2 separate regions of the Capsicum annuum genome follow, and region 1 is linked to region 2. Evidence: chromatin contacts called from public Hi-C data. All regions are on one chromosome and are shown on one strand. The core of a region is the stretch at or near the end of the contact, and the rest is flanking DNA. Distances in the headings are between cores, read along the strand shown. Region 1 holds the start of LOC107856698 (aspartic proteinase 36). Region 2 overlaps LOC107856697 (sodium/hydrogen exchanger 6).

The links. A called contact is a pair of places that touch in the nucleus more often than the background predicts.
Region 1: a Hi-C map of leaf shows a contact between it and region 2, with 2.9 times the contacts expected there. The contact joins the promoter of LOC107856698 here to the enhancer-like site in region 2. A contact is called at or near these places in 2 of 5 Hi-C or Micro-C datasets (bud and leaf).

What each region holds. Positions count from the first base shown.
Region 1 is chr12:127,355,409-127,358,647 of UCD10Xv1.1, forward strand. LOC107856698 (aspartic proteinase 36) reads left to right here and starts at 1,910. Exons shown (of 10, transcript XM_016701676.2): 1 at 1,910-2,714. The coding sequence starts at 2,491.
Region 2 is chr12:127,194,872-127,198,330 of UCD10Xv1.1, forward strand. LOC107856697 (sodium/hydrogen exchanger 6) reads left to right here. Exons shown (of 21, transcript XM_016701675.2): 19 at 49-132; 20 at 230-339; 21 at 811-1,301. The coding sequence ends at 814. Among protein-coding and RNA genes, the nearest start is that of LOC107856697, 22 kb to the left of the region's middle. Within about 2 kb of position 1,495, at least 2 of the 5 cell types and tissues checked have an H3K27ac peak or open chromatin away from gene starts, as enhancers often do. A contact at or near this core is called in leaf, where this site is marked.

The DNA of each region.
Region 1 (3,239 bases), core at 660-3,159, 160 kb after region 2:
TAAGAGCTGATCCATGATGCAACATCTCCTCCCACTATCCTCACCCGTGATCTTCATAATATATGCCGCGTGTACACCTTTAGCCTCCAAGCATCTCTATAAAATCTTCTTAGGGACTTTGTCGTAAATCTTTTTTAAGTCGATGAACACCATGTCGTAAATCCTTCTTCCTCTCTCTGTACTGTTTCACAATCTTCTTCAAAGGTGAATGCCTTCTGTAATTGCGCGTCCTGGCATGAATTCAAACTGGTTTACGAAAATAGTCACATCTCTCCTCACCCTCGTCCACCACCCTCTCTCAAACATCCATAGTGTGACTTAACACCTTGATCCACTATAACTATTGCAATTCTGGATATCATCTTGTTTTTGTACAACGGAACATCGAAATTCACCTTCAGATTATCAAACAATGATTAATGAGAGTATTCTACCACAATATTCATATTAATTGGTGCATAGTCTTAGATCTTGAGAAATAATTTAAAGAAAAAGTAATTAATTTTGAAAGTATACAGAAAAAATAATTTTATTTTTTTCATATGTTAAAAATGACAAATAAAAAATTATTTTTGAAATAGTGAGACAACTAAAAGTGAAGCATCAAGTACTAACATCACATAGATAATTATAATTAAGTACTTGGTAATCATGAAACTTGTCAACTAAAACATAAAATGGATAAGTTATTTAAAATAAATAAATCATTTAGAAATGGTAGAAAGTAAAAAGTAAAACAAGAAAAAGCTTGCAAAAATTAAAGCACTAAGGTGAAGAGCATGGGAATGTGCATCACAGAGAAGTGACGGAAAGAGAATAGAGAATGTAACACTCTGTTTCGATGATAGAAATCATGTACAGTACTATATGGTATGATATTGTACTGTACAGTATAACACAATATCATATTTGAATATACTGTATCGTTCATTATTGTTTAATAATAGTTTTACTGTTTAGTTTGACAGTATAGTACTGTATCGTAAGTGATAAGTTTTCTAAAATATCCTTAATTGTTATAAATGTTAAATTTATCAATAATTGTTAGTAAAATAATTTTCTTCCTACTAATTTGTCATAAATTATGTCATGTAGATATATTAAGTTGTTAAATTCATGTAAATTCTAACAAAGTCAATAAAAAAGTAGATCAAAATAAATATAATCGGATTAATTTTTTATAATAAAAATTTCATCTATTTTTAGTGTTTTGAGACGTGACACCAAAGACAATTATAAAGTTTGAATGCATCTTTCGTGTATGCTACGGGTATGTTCGGTATTGAATTCAAAATTCTTTTTTCTAGGAAAGTAAATTGTTTCTTATTTATTTTCTTGTGTTCGTTACGCAAGTAGGAACATATTTTTTAAAATCATTTATATATATTTAACACAAAATATTAAAAATGAATATGACAAAGGAGATGGGGCAAGAGAATTTTTTTTCTTTTAATATTTGGGGTGGAGATAGTGGAGTAGGAGCTCGGCATAGGGACCCTGATAAGAATTTTTTTTTTTAATTTTTTGTAAGAAAAATATTTTTTTTGGTTTGAGGTGGGGGGTTATTATTATTTTTTTGTGGGTGGGGGCAAGAGGGAGCTGGTAGAGGTGGGTGGTGTAAGAATTTTTTTTTTTAAAAATTTTAAAAATAAAAAAGAAATTGGTGAGGGAGGGGGGCTAATGGGTAAATTGGGGCTGGGAGTGGGGGTAAGAAAAAGTTTTTAAATTTAAGAAAAAAATCAAATTTTTAAAAGAAATTAGGGTGAGGTCGGGACTGGTGGGGTGAAGGGCGATGTAAAAAGTGGAGTTAAATAATTTAAGATAAAGACTAATATAGAATTATATAATATTAGTAAGCACATAATTAAAAAAAAAAAAAGGCAAACCATGAGATACACCAAATTGGTGATTTCATTTTTATCATTATCAAATCATAAAACTACACCATAAACAATCAAAATAAACATAATTTTGTTAATAACCGTACCATGTCACACCAGGGAACCACCATCCAAACACACTGCAATGACAAGTACAAGGACAACCATGTACGACACCACTACATCATCATTAAGCTTTCTCTTTTTCCTTTTCCTTTTCCTTTTCCAGTAGTAGCCAATTTCTCCTCTAGATAACTATACTATATACTATTCATCTAATTTCCAAGAAAATTCTCAAGATAACTGTACATAATACATATATACAAATAATACAAAGTCCATTTACTAAATTTGAAGAATTGTACTTTGTTTTCTTCCCTTTGGGTTTATCACAACCGACTGAAGAAAAAAGGAAGATAATTCCTTGCTTTTCATCTTCACATCAAGATCCATTCATTCATTACGTAACACATACATCCATCCCCATAACCCATCTCTCGGTATATTTACATAGTACAATATAAACTTGTTTTGTATATGTACAAGGATATAGGGGAGGAAAAAGATTGAACTTTGGGAAGTGGGTGTTTTGTGTTTGTATGTTTTGATAATGGATCTAAGGAGAAAAGGGTGTTTGATATTGTTATTGGTTTCAGTTTTGGAGGTGGCAGTGAAGGGAAATAACAATGTAGTGTTTAATGTGAAGCATAGATATGGTGGGCGTGGAGGGTCAATCTTGAATGAACTCAGAGCCCATGATAGTCACCGCCATGGTAGAATGCTTGCTGCCGTTGACTTCCCATTGGGTGGCAATGGCCAACCCACTGATGCAGCGTTAGTTCCCCCCTTTCTCTCTCTTATTCTACTTGTTTCTAGTCATTCTTGTGTTGTCTTGGAATTATGTATTTCGGGGAATTATGTTTTTTTATGTACAAATGATGAACTTGGTTGACTTATATGCTGCTTAAATGTTTTTTTCAGAATGATTAAGTTTCCTTTTAGGAATGGTATTGTGTTTTAGTGATTAAAACTTGTTTTGGCTTATTTACCCTTTCGTCTTGAAGAGGCAAAACAAATAGAGTTGTTAGCTTTTCACTTGTTAGTGCTTAAGTGAGATGGAGGAATGTTATGTTCTTATAGAGAATTTTGTATTTAGGTGGGTTTCCTTTTTCTTATTTAGTTCTACAAACGAATGAGCTCGGTTGACTTATGCGGTCTGCTCTATATGCAACCTGAATTTTCCTTTTTGGAATGATATTCTGTTTTAGTGATTAAATTTTATGTTGGCTTATTACCCATTTCATTCGTGAGGAGGGAAAACAAAGAGTTATTAGCTTTTCACTTGTTAATATTTCTGCT
Region 2 (3,459 bases), core at 245-2,744:
CCAGAATATATGATATAATTTAATCAAACTCCGTCTGCAACTTTTCAGGTTTTGATTATTGGAGGATCAACAGGAACCATGCTAGAAGCCTTGGAAGTTGTGGGTGATGGTCAATCTGGCTCCTTGGGTGAAGTAAGTGCATTAGCCTAGCTATTTCCAAATTTTGTAATAAGTTAGAATGTGTTGTTCAGTGCACTAATTCTTTCTCCTGCTTTTTTTCCGACTTCAGAACTTTGAGGGGAACAATGGATATGTAGCTCCTTATAGTGATGAATCTTATGATGGTGAACCGTCATCAGGGAATAGGTTCAGGATGAAACTTAAGGAGTTCCACAAGAGGTAATGTTCTTTTGCTTGTGGCACAATGTAATTGTAGGGAGATTTTAGTTTTGGTGTTTTAGTGTTTTAGTGTCCTTTTTTGTTTTCCACCCGGTGTCCAGTACCCACGTTCTCCTCAAGTTACCAAGTCATCCCAGCTAACTAGCTAAGTGGGTAGATCACTGCCTCATCATTTCCCGTCTTTTAATGCATTTAATTGTTCTCTCCAGTACTACTTCATTCTCAGCATTGGACAAGAACTATCTCACTCCATTCTTTACTACTCAAGGTGGAGATGAAGATGAAGGTAAGCTGCACATCGTTTACGCTTTATAATGTTTTGGTAACTTGATGTGAGAATCGGACTGTTTCTGTCAACATCCTATTTAATCATTCACCTACATTGGTTCTTGTGCTCATCATCTTGTCTAATCATGTATCGGTTACCAACTCGATAAGCTCATGCATGACACAATTTTTCCTGGTACACAGATGAGCCAATAATGCACAACTCCAGAAAAGGCGGTTATGATGGTTGCAACTGACTTTTCAAATAGCACAATCAAATTCAAGATGACAAGATTAGTACAAATCACATTTTGCTGCAAAGACGAAATCAACTTCAAGTATACTCTGTGGACACAATGAGTGGCTTGTTGGTTGTAAGCATGCATCAATTATGACAAAAAGTTTAGATTCTTTATGGGTACAAAGAATAACGGGTGGCAATTCAGTATAGGAAGTTTAGGATTTAGCATACCTAGCAAAGCAAAATCATCTGATATCCCTTGTATATGAATGTTCAAGCCAGGATTAGGGACGAAAACAGATCTCCGAGTGGTTACTATATGCTGAAATGGCGATACTATTCACTGATCTTTAACTTTTACGAATTAGTGTAAGTAATTGCAAAGCCAGGATTAAGGACAGAAACAGAACTCTGAGTGGCTTCTATCTGCTGAAATGGCGATACTATTTGCTGATCTTCGACTCTTACGAATTAGTGTAAAGTGATTGCATATTCCACTAAGCTAGTAGTGTGTTGCTTCGTGCAGCTTATCAGCTTCATTTTAACAGGCAGTGTAGATCATTACTGCCATGAGGAAACATTCAACCATTTTTGGTTGTTCCTAATTTGGTTCTCAACGTTAAGTTGCCAATTTATTTGGGATCTAAACTAGTATGAATGATTCACTAGCTTGTTGGTTTGGCTATTCTTTTCCTTGCAAAGGAGTTTGTTAGTTATTCGAGCATTTAGTATTAGTGATTAGTGATTTTGGATATGCAATGAGCGTATGACGCATGTAGAACAGTAGAGACCAAGTGGTACATAGATTGATTTGGTTTGATTTTTTTTTTTATAGAGAGAATATATAAATATGACTTTAAAATTGACATCAAAGTTATTTGATAACTTTGATCTTAAATTTTGATGGTGCATAAATAGAACTTTTAATTATTCAAAATCTGAACAAATATGACCTCCGATTTTGCAACCCCATGCGTGAGTTTCACGCGCGCTTACGTGGAAAGGTAATTCAATCATACGGTGCCATGTTTTTAAAAGGGTTGACTTGGAGGGAGGTCATCTTTGTGCAGTTTTGAATAGTTAAAGGTCTTATTTGTGCACTGTCAAAGTTTTACTTTGTGTTAAAACGGCGTCGTTTATAATTCTTCTTCTTCTTATTATTTTATTTATTTTTATAGGAACACCACCTAGTTTTTTTAATTAAAAAATCGAACCCACGTAGTAGGCTGAAGGAAGCGCCCAAGAAGAGCAAATAACACCATTAGGCTATCTAAGTGCCTTGTTTTATGTGGTTCAACATTAATATACGTACATAAATATAGATTTTCTACCTTATATATATAACGTAATTTTTTACTGATGGAGTTCGGGTGAACCCCATGGCAACCACGTAGGTCCGTCCTTGCATTAATTTAATAGCGTTTTAACAATATTAATTTAATAACATTTTTAATAACGTTAATTTAATATACTATTACTATTCTTAATAACGTTTTATTAAAACTATAATTTTTTTTTATTATTAGTATAGTTTTATCTTTAATTTAATATTTAAATAAATTATATTTAGATATATTATATAACTTAAATTCTCCCTCTGCTTTATAATATATATACATACCCACGTGGTTTTTTCATATGAGGCTGACCCATATAATTAATAAATCTTCAATATTGCTCTTTTTTCACAATGACAAAAGAAATTAGATGTCATTTTCATCTTTGAGCCGAAAATAATGAAAAAATAATCGTGAAAAGTCATATTTGTGCAGTTTTGAATAGTTAATGGTCATATTTGTGCATTGTCAAAGTTTAAGGTCATATTTATGTGTTATGCCCTTAGATTTTAAGCTGGACGCGCCCAGTTTTGCGTGTTGAGCACGCGTTTTGCCACGTAGGATCTAAAGTCATATTTGTGCAATTTTGAATAGTTAAAGGTCATATTTGTGCACTATAAAAGTTTAAGGTCAAAGTTATAATTGATGTCAATTTTAGAGTCATATTTATGTATTATCTCTTTTTTAATAAATCAGATCAATTATGTTGGGTTTTTTAAATCTTGGTTATCTCAGCTTGGTTTGTTTTTGTCTTTTGGGAAAAGTCTCCACAACACAAGACGCTTAACTAACATTTTCAAATATTTCTTTTGTACTAGTAAGATACAGTTATTTCAAGGGACTCATGGAGACGATAGAAATAAGTCATGGCACTTAACAAAAATCTAGTGCGACCAACAACAAAGATAATGAGATCTTTTAGAACAAGTATATATATACTATTAATAAGAGGTAGTGGAAATACAAAATAGTTTTTTTTTTTTTTGAATTTTATTTGAGTTGCTAGATATTTATGGCTATATAATACCAAATGAGGAAAAAATTCATCTTGGAGGAAAAAACCAGCATAAAATATTTAAAATACTAGACTTATTGTACCAGCCAAAAATTATTCAAACGATATAATATGTTAAGAAACATAAACTATGAAAAGTTCAAGAATATTCACAATTACAATAGAAGCCTCTTAAATATTTATATAAATATAATGCGTTTTGATTTGCATTTAGACTTTTTTTTAAAGTTAAAATCAAGTCCAACTAATTACGATTAACT